Regions from separate parts of the Danio rerio genome. Here region 1 is linked to region 2. Evidence: chromatin contacts called from public Hi-C data. All regions are on one chromosome and are shown on one strand. The core of a region is the stretch at or near the end of the contact, and the rest is flanking DNA. Distances in the headings are between cores, read along the strand shown.

The links. Hi-C and Micro-C count contacts between places; a contact is called where the count stands out from the background.
Region 1: a contact with region 2 is called in a Hi-C map of an unstated tissue, with 2.6 times the contacts expected there. The contact joins the promoter of nuak1b here to the promoter of c25h12orf75 in region 2. A contact is called at or near these places in 1 of 18 Hi-C or Micro-C datasets (an unstated tissue) and 1 of 4 datasets of contacts at active chromatin or transcription factors (embryo).

The regions. Positions count from the first base shown.
Region 1 is chr25:6,570,104-6,576,639 of GRCz12tu, reverse strand. nuak1b (NUAK family, SNF1-like kinase, 1b) reads left to right here and starts at 3,048. Exons shown (of 7, transcript XM_684898.7): 1 at 3,048-4,047. The coding sequence starts at 3,829.
Region 2 is chr25:6,435,837-6,442,293 of GRCz12tu, reverse strand. c25h12orf75 (chromosome 25 C12orf75 homolog) reads right to left here and starts at 3,099. Exons shown (of 5, transcript NM_001302783.1): 1 at 2,966-3,099. The coding sequence starts at 3,008.

The sequences.
Region 1 (6,536 bases), core at 1,799-4,298, 130 kb before region 2:
CTGAGATGCAAATCTTTCAGGAAAACACATGCACGCAGTTATGGTTCGGGTCTGAAGTCCCGCTGCCCGACCGCCTCACCACAACACACGCCGGTCCAGATTCCCAGAGCTCTTCAGATCAAACAAAGACAAACGGCGCAGGCTGGAGTCTGTTTGACTCAAACTTCCCCTGCACCAATCAGTGGCTAAATTACACCGCGCTGGATCCAAACAGAAGCAAACAAAAGAAAAACAGGGCTGATTTGGCTGAGGTGGAATGTGAGGTTTGAGGCATTTCAGACTGGGCTTGAGCTGCAGGTGATGCTGCATTCACAAGAAAAGAAAGAGCTCGGCTTTGTTGTTTCAACATCAACTCGGTCACAGTTTATGGTTTTATTTATGACGGCCATAACTCAGGATACGTGGCCACATTTGGCTCAAGAATAAAGCTGGAGGCATCTGTGAGTTATGAAAGACAATAGAGATTTGAATATCAGATGTTCAAAGGTCTACATGCAAATGATTAGGATTCCATGCTGGACAAATGAGCATATACTGTAGTTTCGATGGAGACTTTGGAGTGGAGTGCACATGCTGTAGACATGATGATCTGAGGAAAACAACATTATATTGTGTATGAAAAAAATTATAGTTAATGATATTAATTTATATATAATTTATAGTTAATGATATTATATTAACATGGGGCAGCAGTGTGTAGCACAATCGCCCCACAGCAACAAGCTTGCTGGTTCGAAACATGGCTGGGTCAGTTGGCTGTTCTGTGTGGAGTTTGCATGCTCTCCCCATGATGGCATTGGTTTCCTCCAGGTGCTCCGGTTTTCCCCACAGTCCAAACCCATGTGCTAAAGGTGAATTGGGTATGCTAAATTGTCTGCAGTGTGTGCAAGAGTGTGTGGGTGTTTCCCAGTGTCGGTTTGCTGCTGGAAGGCCATCTGTTGCGTAAAACATATGCTGGATAAGTTGGTGGTTCCTTCCACTGAGCCTCCTTGTTGCCCTTTATTATCTTTAATGCGACATTCATTCATTTTCTTTTTCGGCTTAGTCCCTTTATTAATCAGGGGTCACCACAGCAGAATGAACTATGCCAACTGACCCAGCCGAGGCTCGAACCAATGACCTTCTTGCTGTGAGGCAACAGGGCTACCCACTGCTAGTAGTCGATGTAGTAGATTAACTTTATTAATAAAAAATAAACAATAATTTAATTAAATAATAATAATGTATGTGTAGTTTTTATGTAGCCAGTAGTGTAGTTTTATTAAGCATATCATTAAGTAATGGAAATGTAGTATTTTAATAAAAAATTGTGTAGTGTATTGAATGATAAATATGTCAATTTTTTATATTTATATAGTTTTTATTTAACTTCTTGCATAATTTTATTTACAAAAAACTAACTGATACATTCCTAATTTAAATTAAGCAATTAACCTGTGCAAAGCTTTTAGTATATAATTATAATTTTTTTTGTCATGGAATTTTTATTCTTGCAAATAGCATTTTACATTTTATAACGATCCACAAAACAATCCCCAAATAAAACAATCAACAACTACAAATGAATAAATAAATAAATAAAATAAACAAAATAATAATAAATAAAATAAAATACAAATACAGAAAAAAAAATTACAATAACAAACCATATACATACATACATATGTACCTTCACTCAATCCACATCTAAGGTTTTTAAGTGATTAAAGAATGCAATAAATTGTTGCCATTTTTCAAAAAAATGTTCTCCCCTACCTCTGATATTGTATTTAATTTTCTCAAGTTTTAAAAAGAAGACCAAATCTTTGAGTCATAATGAAATAGAGGGGGGTTGTGGGGAGGTCCAAGACAAAAGTATTCTGCGCCTAGCGAGAAGAGATGCAAAAGCCACAATGTCAGCTTGTCTCCGGTTTAAAGGTTGACACTGAGAGGGAACACCAAAGATCGCGATTAGTATATAATTATTAAGAATAATTTTTATTAAAGAAAATAATGTCAACGGTAATGTAACGGTTGGGTTTAGGGGTGGGGTTAGGTGCCACGAATCCTTTTTAAAATCGTACAATTTTATACGACTGAACGAATTTGTAAGAATTTGCTACTAAATTGGCAAAATGTAAAATACTTACGTTTTTCTCATGAGATAAGACTGGTAGCTCAATGGTTAGCACTGTCAAAAATAATAATGTAGAGCTACTATCAGATTTGTTTTTATTCCTTTCAATAAAAAGAATATCAAGTGGTTAGCACTGTCACCTCACAGCAAGACGGTCACTGGTTCGAGTCCTGGCTTGGTCAGTTGGCATTTCTGTGTGGAGTTTGCATGTTCTCCCCATGTTGGCGTGGGTTTCCTCCGGGTGCTCCGATTTCCCCCACAAGTCCAAACACATGCACTATTGGTGAATTGAATAAGCTAAATTGGCCATAGTGTATGAGTGTATATGGGTGTTTCCCAGTACTGGGTTATTGCAGCTGGAAGGGCATCCACTGTGTAAAACATATGCTGGATAGGTTGGCGGTTCATTTCACTGTGGCGAAGGAAGATGAATGGATGAATAATTACATGCAAGGCTTTTATATTTAAAAAGTTCAGATGCAAAAACTTCTAGATGCCGTCTGAAATGTTCTCCTAAAATTAGAAATTTTCTCAACCTCCTTTTTTATGTTCAATTATTTCACCCTAAAGGCAATAGAAAGAATGTATGCATCACTATAATTGTTAAATTACTGAGCCAACACATAAGAGTTGGAGAAAAATGCAAATATCAAATGGCTTTAAGAGGTTTTTGCAGCTAAACTCTTTATTTTGTTGCACACTTGGCCATTATATTCTCTGCATAAAGCGTCTGTGGGATTATTCATCTTAAAATGATTATTAATCATTCCATTTTACTTCTTCCAAAAAAAGCAGAACCAGAAAATCAGCAAAAAATCTAAGACAGACACATTTTAGTGAGAGAGAGAGAGAGAGAGAGAGAGAGAGAGAGAGAGAGAGCAGTGACTCCGCCCCCCTCCGTCTTTATTCAGTGTTTCTGAGCCCGAAGGACAGAGAGAGAAAGAATCACAGATCAGGACAGGAGGAGAGAAGAGACGAGACGGGCCGAACACACCGAATCATGGCCACAGCAGACACACAGAGTCCGCAGCACATCCATCCGTCCGATCCCCGCGCACCGAGCCTCACGTCACGGATCACCGGCACCGCAACCGAGCTCACTGACACCACGGCGGATCCGAGGCCAGAATGAGGGTGATTTACGTCCAGAACGCCGGCGTGGTCGCTGCTTTCTCGCCCGAGATTTTCTGCGGTAGATTGAAACAAAGGAATAACGGAGAAATCATGACCGAACGCGCCACGGGAAAGAGAACACGTCATAACGGAGTAGGATACGTCATAATGGAATAGAACGCGTCATAATAGAATAGCGCACAATAGAATACGTCGTCGTTCTAATTGTGAATGATACATTGTAGCAGTTTATTAAGTGTCACATGGCACGTGTTTAATAGTTTTCTTTTTTAACGATATGCCTTTTAGTCCGTTTATATCCCCGTTTCATAATTAGACCGCGGGATTATTATTATTTCGTTTCTCTTGTAGATATAGCCGGCTATAGGTAGGATAGATAGACATCTCATTAAAATATGAGTCAATATTGACAATCATAAATAAGTTAACCTAATTAAACATTTTACATTGTAATTTATTTATTTATTTAATATGCTGATTAGCTATACCGATTAGGTGTTGTATTATCAATATTTCAAAGCATTTAGTGGAGATATTTAAACATAGAGGGCGGGGGGGTTTAAATATCGTCCTCCCGCATGATGGAGACACAGAGGCCAGGTGACCCGTCGGGCCCCTCAGTGGTGCATGTGGCGGAGGCTCCTGGGGGCCCCGGCGAGGTCAAGCGCAGCAACTCTGGTGTGAAGAAACATCATCACAAACACAACCTGAAGCATCGATATGAGCTGCTGGAGACCCTGGGGAGAGGAACTTATGGCAAAGTCAGGAAGGCCATTGAACGCCATTCTGGAAGAGAGGTAAGAACTTCAAGCATCTGCTAAATCATTTGAATGTAATGGTTATACATCTCTACTGTTATCAAAAAGGTTATTGGTTCAATTCCTGCAAGATGCTTCACCTTGTGGGGTTTAGCATGGTACGGTGATGGTATCAAATTCTAAAGCCATGCATTCCTTTGAGATACATCATTGTTGTTGAAAGGTTGTAGGTTTAATCCCTTACCCTGATACTTGGCCTCTAGTTTTGGTTTTATATATACATGTATACAATTGGCGTTGAAAAGGGTGTAGGATCAATCCCTGGGATATTCTTGACCTGTAGTACTTTGGTTTTTCCATGGTGATGTCATGATTCCTTGATATGTTCCAGTGGTTTCAACTTTCAAATAATTTGGGAAACGAATGTGCAGCTAACATACACTTGGTCCGGCAGTAGTTTGTCGTTTAGGGTGTCAGCTCGGCTATAATAATCCGTTGTTGTGTTTGGCTCACTTCGGTTTGTCTCATGGGAATTCCACCCCACGCGTGTGCACCGCACGCGTTCAGTTGTGCAAGAACAGATGTTTTAAATCTCATGTCAAGTTGCTCTAATGGCCCCCCAATGAAACGCATCACGCTTCAACCAATTGCCCTTTTTCTGTAGCATTTGGGTTCAAAGGTCACCGCTGACCGCTCGCCATAAATAATAATGTGCGAGAGCCATTTGTGGTAAAGTCCTTGAGTTCTGACCCTCGGGTCGCTAATGAACTCTGACCTAGATTGCAAGTTCTTTTGTGGCCATTTAGGTCAGACTGGGCTTTAGTGCTCGTTGATTCATTAATCAAACGTCCCTGATTCATTCGCCACGGCACGCGGCTTTGGTTGCTGTTTAACACTGTCCTCTAAACGACAGCTCAGTCACAGCACGACTTGGGAGCAGCTGCTAAGAGCAATGATCTTTGCTTTATGCTAAAGTTCACCCAAAAGGGAAAATTCCAACACATTTACACAACCTCATTTAAAAAAAAATATGCTGGGATTATCTTTGAAACAGTTTTTCATTCATAAATTGTTGGTAAATTTCACAAATCATTACTTAAATGCATTGCAAATGTAAATGTAATTGATTTTATTGTATGATTTATTCTTCTTTTAGGGGAAAAAGGGTATTTTTGGTCCAAACTTTTTGGTCCATTCGGTGAATACATTTATTCATTTGCCAGATGCTTCTCCACAAAGTGACTTGCTTCGTTTTCAAGTTGCACATTTGTTTAGTGGGAATCAAACCCAGAACTTTGGTGTGCCATGCGCGACTGTTTAATCTAAAAGAAGAAATCCAGTAGTAAGTCCAGCTTTGGTATTCAGAATATCTTGTGGTCAACACAAACCATGTAATTATGGCTGGTTTAGAGTACATACAATTAGCATCCTTTTGATTTGAGGGAGCGTTTCCATGACAACTAGGGCTGAACATTATATCGTTTGAGCATTGATATTGAAATTTACGTATATAAAGTAGTCACATCGCAGGATTAGATTATTTATTAAATACTAAAAAGATATTATTTTATAATATTGTATAAAATGATTTATACATCTCGCCTCAGAGCAAGAAGATCGCTGGTTCTAGCCTCAGCTGGGTCAGTTGGCATTTCTGTGTGGAGTTTGCATGTTCTCCCCACTCTGGGTGCTCCGGTTTTCCCCACAGTCCAAAGACATGTGGTATAGGTGATTTGGGTAAGCTAAATTGTCCGAAGTGTATGTGTGAATGAGAATGTAAGGGTGTTTCCCAGAGATGGGTTGCAGCCGGAAGGGCATCCGCTGTGTACAACATATGCTAGATAAGTTGGCGGTTCATTCCGCTGTGGCGACCACAGATAAATAAAGGGACTAAACTAAAATAAAAATGAATGAGTGAATGATTTGTGTAATGATGACCATGTTTTTTACGTTGGCTTTTTACATTGTTGTATTTGGATGATCCCAAGACTCAACAGAAAAACTGCCCTGTCATATGATTGTAATTTATAATATATTTTGTAGACGCACTTCATAAAAAAAAAAGACTTGATCATTCCAGTAGATCTTTATTATTCAAATCTTTTTAAATAGAGCTATTCTATTATATCATATTTAAATATACATTGCAGCAAAAAAAATATCGTAATGTCAGATTTTTCCAAGATCGTGCAGTCCTAATGGAAACTATAAATACAAAGTTTTTTTTGTTTTTAAGTTTTTGAATGAAGATAACCATGTAAAAATGATGATTCACACATGACAATTGCCTAAAAATGCAATATTTTGCATTCCAGGTCAGTAGATGGCGCTACACACATAAGGTAGATGGCCAGCACACATAAGGTCCTGTAGTCTGCCGCTGCTCTTTTATGTAAACAGAAGTTTTTTTTGTTTTTAGTTGGGAACAATGTCGCAACGACATGTAGCGCAAGCTCTGTTATTGGTCTGTTTGTTAGCGCTAACAAGTGTGGGCAGTGCTGAGAGCCGCAAGCCGATGGAGCAAGTGT
Region 2 (6,457 bases), core at 1,850-4,349:
ATAAGATGTTTGTACTGTACTTCTCTTTAGGAGACAACATTCAAATAATCACATATTCCGAGCATCTTTAAGTGTTACTACTTGATGAATGATCTCATAACATCTTGAGAAAATCATCATTTCTGAACGTTGCATTTATAATGAGTGAAAATCTCCTGGCTCAACAGATTCAGGATGTATTTTTGATTTCATGAACGTTTGAAGCACTGAAATATATATATTTTTTATGATGTTGAGAGGAAACATTACAAGAACATTTTCAAAATTCGTACTTGAACATTCGCTTAACATTGATATTACGCATAAGAATTTGTATGAGAGAAAACATTGTAAGAACATTTTCAGAATGTCCTCATTAGCCGCTGTTCTACTTGAACGTCCTCATAAATATTGACAGAATGTTTTTATAAACAGTACGCTCAACATATTTTTATGTTTACTGAATGTTGAATCTAAATCCTCTACATAAAACATATGCTGGATAAGTTGGCAGTTCATTCTGCTGTGGCGACCCCAGATTAAAGGGACTAAGCCGAATAGAAAATAAATTATTGAATGTTCAAAGAATGCTATATTTTAAGTTGGCTACAAAATAAGGTCAGAATGATGCGCTAACATTAACTGTGACCTGTTAAAACAACATGTGTTCACGCTTTTAGAACATATATTTGCTGACTGAGAATCAACCTCAATTTTACAAATGTGCACATTCGATATTCAAGATCTCTGAGTTTAGATCTAGGAGGAATCTCTAGTAAGGGAAAACGATTAGTCGATTCTTCTTATTCTGCATATAAATTTGAGGGAAAATATTCTGAGATCATTTTTGCAATGTCTGTATAAACATTCTTATAGCATTAAGAGAAATTATTCTGAGATCGACATGTCTGGAATGTACATATGATGTTTGTACTTCTCTTTAGGAGACAACATTCAAATAATCACATATTCCGAGCATCTTTTAGTGTTACTACTTGATGAATGATCTCATAACATCTTGAGAAAATCATCATTTCTGAACGTTGCATTTGTAATGAGTGAAAATCTCTTGGCTTAACAGATTCAGGATGTATTTTTGATTTCATGAACGTTTGAAGCACTGAAATATATATATTTTTCATGATGTTGAGAGAAAACATTACAAGAACATTTTCATAATTCGTACTTGAACGTTTGCTTAACATTGAGATTACGCACAAGAATTTGTATGAGAGAAAACATTGTAAGAACATTTTCAGAATGCCCTTATTAGCCGCTGTTCTACTTGAACGTCCTCATAAATATTGACAGAATGTTTTTATAAACAGTACGCTCAACATATTTTATGTTTGCTGAATGTTGAATCTAAATCCTCTACATAAAACATATGCTGGATAAGTTGGCAGTTCATTCTGCTGTGGCGACCCCAGATTAAAGGGACTAAGCCGAATAGAAAATAAATTATTGAATGTTCAAAGAATGCTATATTTTAAGTTGGCTACAAAATAAGGTCAGAATGATGCGCTAACATTAACTGTGACCTGTTAAAACAACATGTGTTCACGCTTTTAGAACATACATTTGCTGACTGAGAATCAACCTCAATTTTACAAATGTGCACAGTCGATATTCAAGATCTCTGAGTTTAGATCTAGGAGGAATCTCTAGTAATGGAAAACGATTAGTCGATTCTTCTTATTCTGCATATAAATTTGAGGGAAAATATTCTGAGATCATTTTTGCAATGTCTGTATAAACATTCTTATAGCATTAAGAGAAATTATTTTGCGATGGACATGTCTGGAATGTACATATGATGTTTGTACTTCTCTTTAGGAGACAACATTCAAATAATCACATTTTCAGAGCATCTTTAATTGTTAATATCAGAATATTCTCAAAACATCTGAGAAAATCATCATTTCTGAACGTTGCACTAGTAACGAGTGAAAATCTCTTGACTCAACTGATTCAGAATGTCTTTTTGATGTTATTTGTAATATATATATATATATATATATATATATATATATATTTTTTTTTTTTTTTTTTTTTTTTTGATGTTAAGAGGAAACATTCCAAGAACATTTTCAAAATTCGTACTTGAACGTTCGTATAATGTTGAGATTACGCTTAAGAACAATTTCAGAATTATTTATAATTCTTAATGTTTATATTGTTCTTACAACATCTAAAAAAATCAGAGAACATCATTCAAAGGAATGCTGTTATGTCATTTTTATATGAGAAAACATTGTGAGAACATTTTTAGAATGTCCTCATTAGCCGCTGTTCTACTTGAACGTCCTCATAAATATTGACAGAATGTTCTAAGTAACAGCACGCTCAACATCTTTTATGTTTGCTGAATGATAACCTTTATAATTATGTTCAAAGAACGCAATATTTTAAGTAGGCTACAAAATAAGGTTATGATGATGCGCTAACATTAACTGTGACCTTTAAAAACACAACAAAACAACATCTGTTCACTCTTTTATTACATACATTTGCTGACTTGGAATTAACCTCAATTTTACAAATGTGTACAGTCGATATTCAAGATCTCTGAGAAGAATATCTATTTAGAGAAAAATGATTAGCCGATTCTTCTCCCGAAAGCGCTCCTGTCAACGCCGAGTCTGAGAGAAACAATTTCCATGCTAAACAGATCTCATTTGATTCGTCTTCATTTTCTCCTGCTCTCTCCTCATTAAGTCTACAAGCGCAGATCTGACCTAAATACGTATCAGACGCGAGGGACGGAATCTCCATGACTGATTTATTAGGCGTCAGATCCTTCACCTCCACATTCCTCCACATCCTTCCTCCTGCTATAATAAACGAGACTTTTTAATAGCCGAAATCGAATGTCTGAAGACAAACCGAGCGCTAAATCTGGTGTCTGACTTCACCCGCGCACTCTTCCATTGATAAAGAGCGGCGCGCGTGTCAGTGACTCGTGCACACGCTCCCGCTCACTTACCTCCGGCTGTCGTGCTCGTGGCGGAGGAATTTCCACATCCCATTTTGGCATGAACGCAGTTTTTCGGTGTCTGCTGGAGAGGACGAATGAGGGGAGGACGACTATGATGTGATTCACGAGCTCCCTCTATCATTCTGTAGAGAGAGAGAGAGAGAGAGAGAGAGAGATGCTCGAGCCTCACATGACCGCCGCGCTTTTCCTCCACCCTGACAGGCTGCTGTGGAAACGGGGCGGAGGTGTGATTGGACTTTAGTTTAAGTTCGTGTATAATCAAAATGTACTATGTTTATTTTAGTTGCGCACATTGTCGATCTCTTTGTGAACAATAAACCCGTGCAAGTTAGTCCACTGAAAATAAAAAACTGTTTTTGGTAATCCACAATTAAAGTCAGCATTTGCTTACTCATTTTTATTATTATTATTATTATTATTATTATTATTATTATTATTATTATTATTATTGACTTCAATAACAAACATACAAAATTCAATTTTACACAAAAAACACAATGATAATAACAGATCAGGATAAACAATATAAACTTTAAAAATTAAATAAAAAGAGAAACAAAAGAGAGAAAAGAAAATAAATAAATAAATAAATAAGTTTAAACATATACATACATAACACAAATACAGGAGGACTATGTATCCATGCTATTTCCATAATATTTATCATAAAAAACTAAGAATCTTTTTCTTATTATTAACTAGTCTAAGAGATTTAATTAAAACATCAATTTCTATTAAAAAATGTGAAAAAGAAGGCAAAAAAAAACAAAAAAATTTTTTTTGTTTGTGAATAAAATATTTTCCATACAAAATAAAAAAATGAATAATGTAATTCTCTGATTTATCAGTTTTACCTTTTTAATAACAAATGATATCTTGAAGATGAAAGAGTCTGGAAGAAGCAATGTAGTTACCTATATGGAGATATAAGCTTTTCCAAAAGGTTTTTGTGCTTTCACATTGAAAAAAATATGTGAATCAGCGTTTTGTCTTCACTCTTACAAAATGTGCATGAACTGTCAATCTCCAAATACTTTGCCAAAGTACCATTCACTGGGTATATTTTATGATGAATTTTGAAATTAACCTCTTTTGTTTTATTGGGAATGCAGTACTTATGAGGTAATAGCCAGGCTTTTTCCAGTCTGTTGTGTCAAGGAAGGATGCCCAGTAAAAATTTGCCTTTAGGAACATCATATTTTTTATTTTGAAAAATTTGTCGAATATAATTATTATTAAATTTTTTGTCAAATAGACTAATTCCATTTAATATCAGCTCTGGTTCTTTAATAACATTTTCATTAAACATTAAATGAGGTTTTATAAGTTGAATTAGGCCTAAAGGAATTGCTTTTTGCACAGCATTAAATTCTTTAAAAGGTAATGGAAAATTATTATTAGACATAAATTGTTCATAAGACAAAACTTGCCGGACTTATCAAAAATTGAGAGAATCCCAATTATATTTCTGTTAAACCACGTAGATAGAAAAATAGATTTATTTCTAATTCTAATATCAGAGTTGTTCCGTAAAATGCATTCATGTGGTGAGAAATGGGAATAACACAATTTCCAGGAAAGTAGGACCTGCTGGTGAAATTTTGATAGTGATTTGCTTACTCATTTGGACTGGCAGTTATTCTCTGATGACGTCAGTTTGACGGCGTTTGCAACAATATTCTTAACCACGCCCCTCTTAATATTGTTGTGTGTTGGCACACTTAAAGAGCACTGAAAACATCTCTGAACCTATATATGACTTGATTTTATATTATGGAAGGTAAGATGGAAGAATCAGTTGAAACATAACATGATAATAAAGTTTCAGCTCATTTATAATAGATGAATTACCAACCTACGTCACACATGACGTTACATGGGTTCCCGGTTGCAAAAAGAGATCGCTGGCAATTGTAAACATGTTGTGTTGTGCGGTAGGATGCCAAATTTGAAAAATAGAAAACGTAACATTTACTGTACACCACACTGCTTTTAATGCCAACTGCAGACGTCTTTGGCTGAAAGGGAGCTGAATGAAGTGACTACCTAATTAAAAATGCTGAACTCTGCAGTTCTCATGTTATATCAGGTAAGTTCACGCTATGCTGAGTCATACACATTACCCATTTTTGATTGCAGCAATGGTTTCAGCAAAAACAGTTACATGTGGTTAATTAAACTGCGGAAACTAAATGCTAAGAATGGAATGTTATTAAGGTAAAATTGGTTTTATATTCACAAATTCATTCAGTGACAACTTGTGACACACTCCCTATATTGTTTACCACGGCACTTTGAATATTATTGAAATAACCTGCAAGTGTGACTTGAAAACAACACTAACACTGTTTATTTGACTGTGAACATGTTGTTCTTTGATAGTCATTGGCTGCTAATATGATTTCGTTACTTAGAGGTTGCAAATAATACTTTTATGAAATTATATTAATAAGGAGAAAGTCTGAATGTGCGAATATAAAACCAACTTTACCTTTATGTGTATGTTCACATACCCCGCCGTACAGGTGCAGTTCGCTGTCAGAATGCAGTCGTTTTGTTCGTTGATGATAACCCAGGCCTTGTATAACGTTATCTCCGTCTTTTTTTCCTGTCTTCCACTAGGCAAAACCATGTTTTTTAACACTACATAATTTTGAATCTGGAGACCATGGAATATTATTTCTTGCACATGACCACACAGAATAACATTGTTGGCATCCAAAGACTTGTACGCCTTTAATTTCTCTCTTGTTAAAACACTTGGAGTTTCAATGAGATTGTATATTAGGGGCTGGATGCTTGGTCACTTCGTCTTGTCCAATATCCATTGGGAGGGTGCTATCGCAAATTGTCAGACGAACGCCGCTCACTTTAACAATAATTTTGCCGAATCACTGTGCTTATCACTGGGTGACAAGCTGTTATAATATGCTGAAAGCGTTATGTAAATAATATATATAATATGTAATAAAAATAACTTATTTCTAATACAACAACAAACTCTGTACAGCATCGGATGTCATTCCCTCGCTGTAAATGCTAGCGCTCCCAGTTTTTTCTGCCACCTTGCTGCTCGCGCATCATGAGTGTTTACAAACATGGTAATTCATCTATAGTGACCTGGGATTTGTGATTGGATCAAATCAGTTCATTCTCATGAATCAATGCACAGAAAACACTGAAAACCATGCAGAATGTGCGCATTTACCCTGTGCTTAATTTGTGAATGAATGATTTCTTGGAAATATAAGTTACCGTGTCTGACGAAATGATAAAATATTATTTAGGTAGGCCGCTACACCATTAGTTATTTTTCGCTGCTCACTGCGCACTTACAATCACTCTCATTGGTTGGTGAGTGTAAGTACGCAGTGAGCAGCGAAAATAAATAATGGTGTAGCGGCCTAGATGTAAGAAAGATGATTGGCTGAAAATATTGTTGAGAGCCAATAGTTAAACGTGACTTCTGCTTTAACTTGC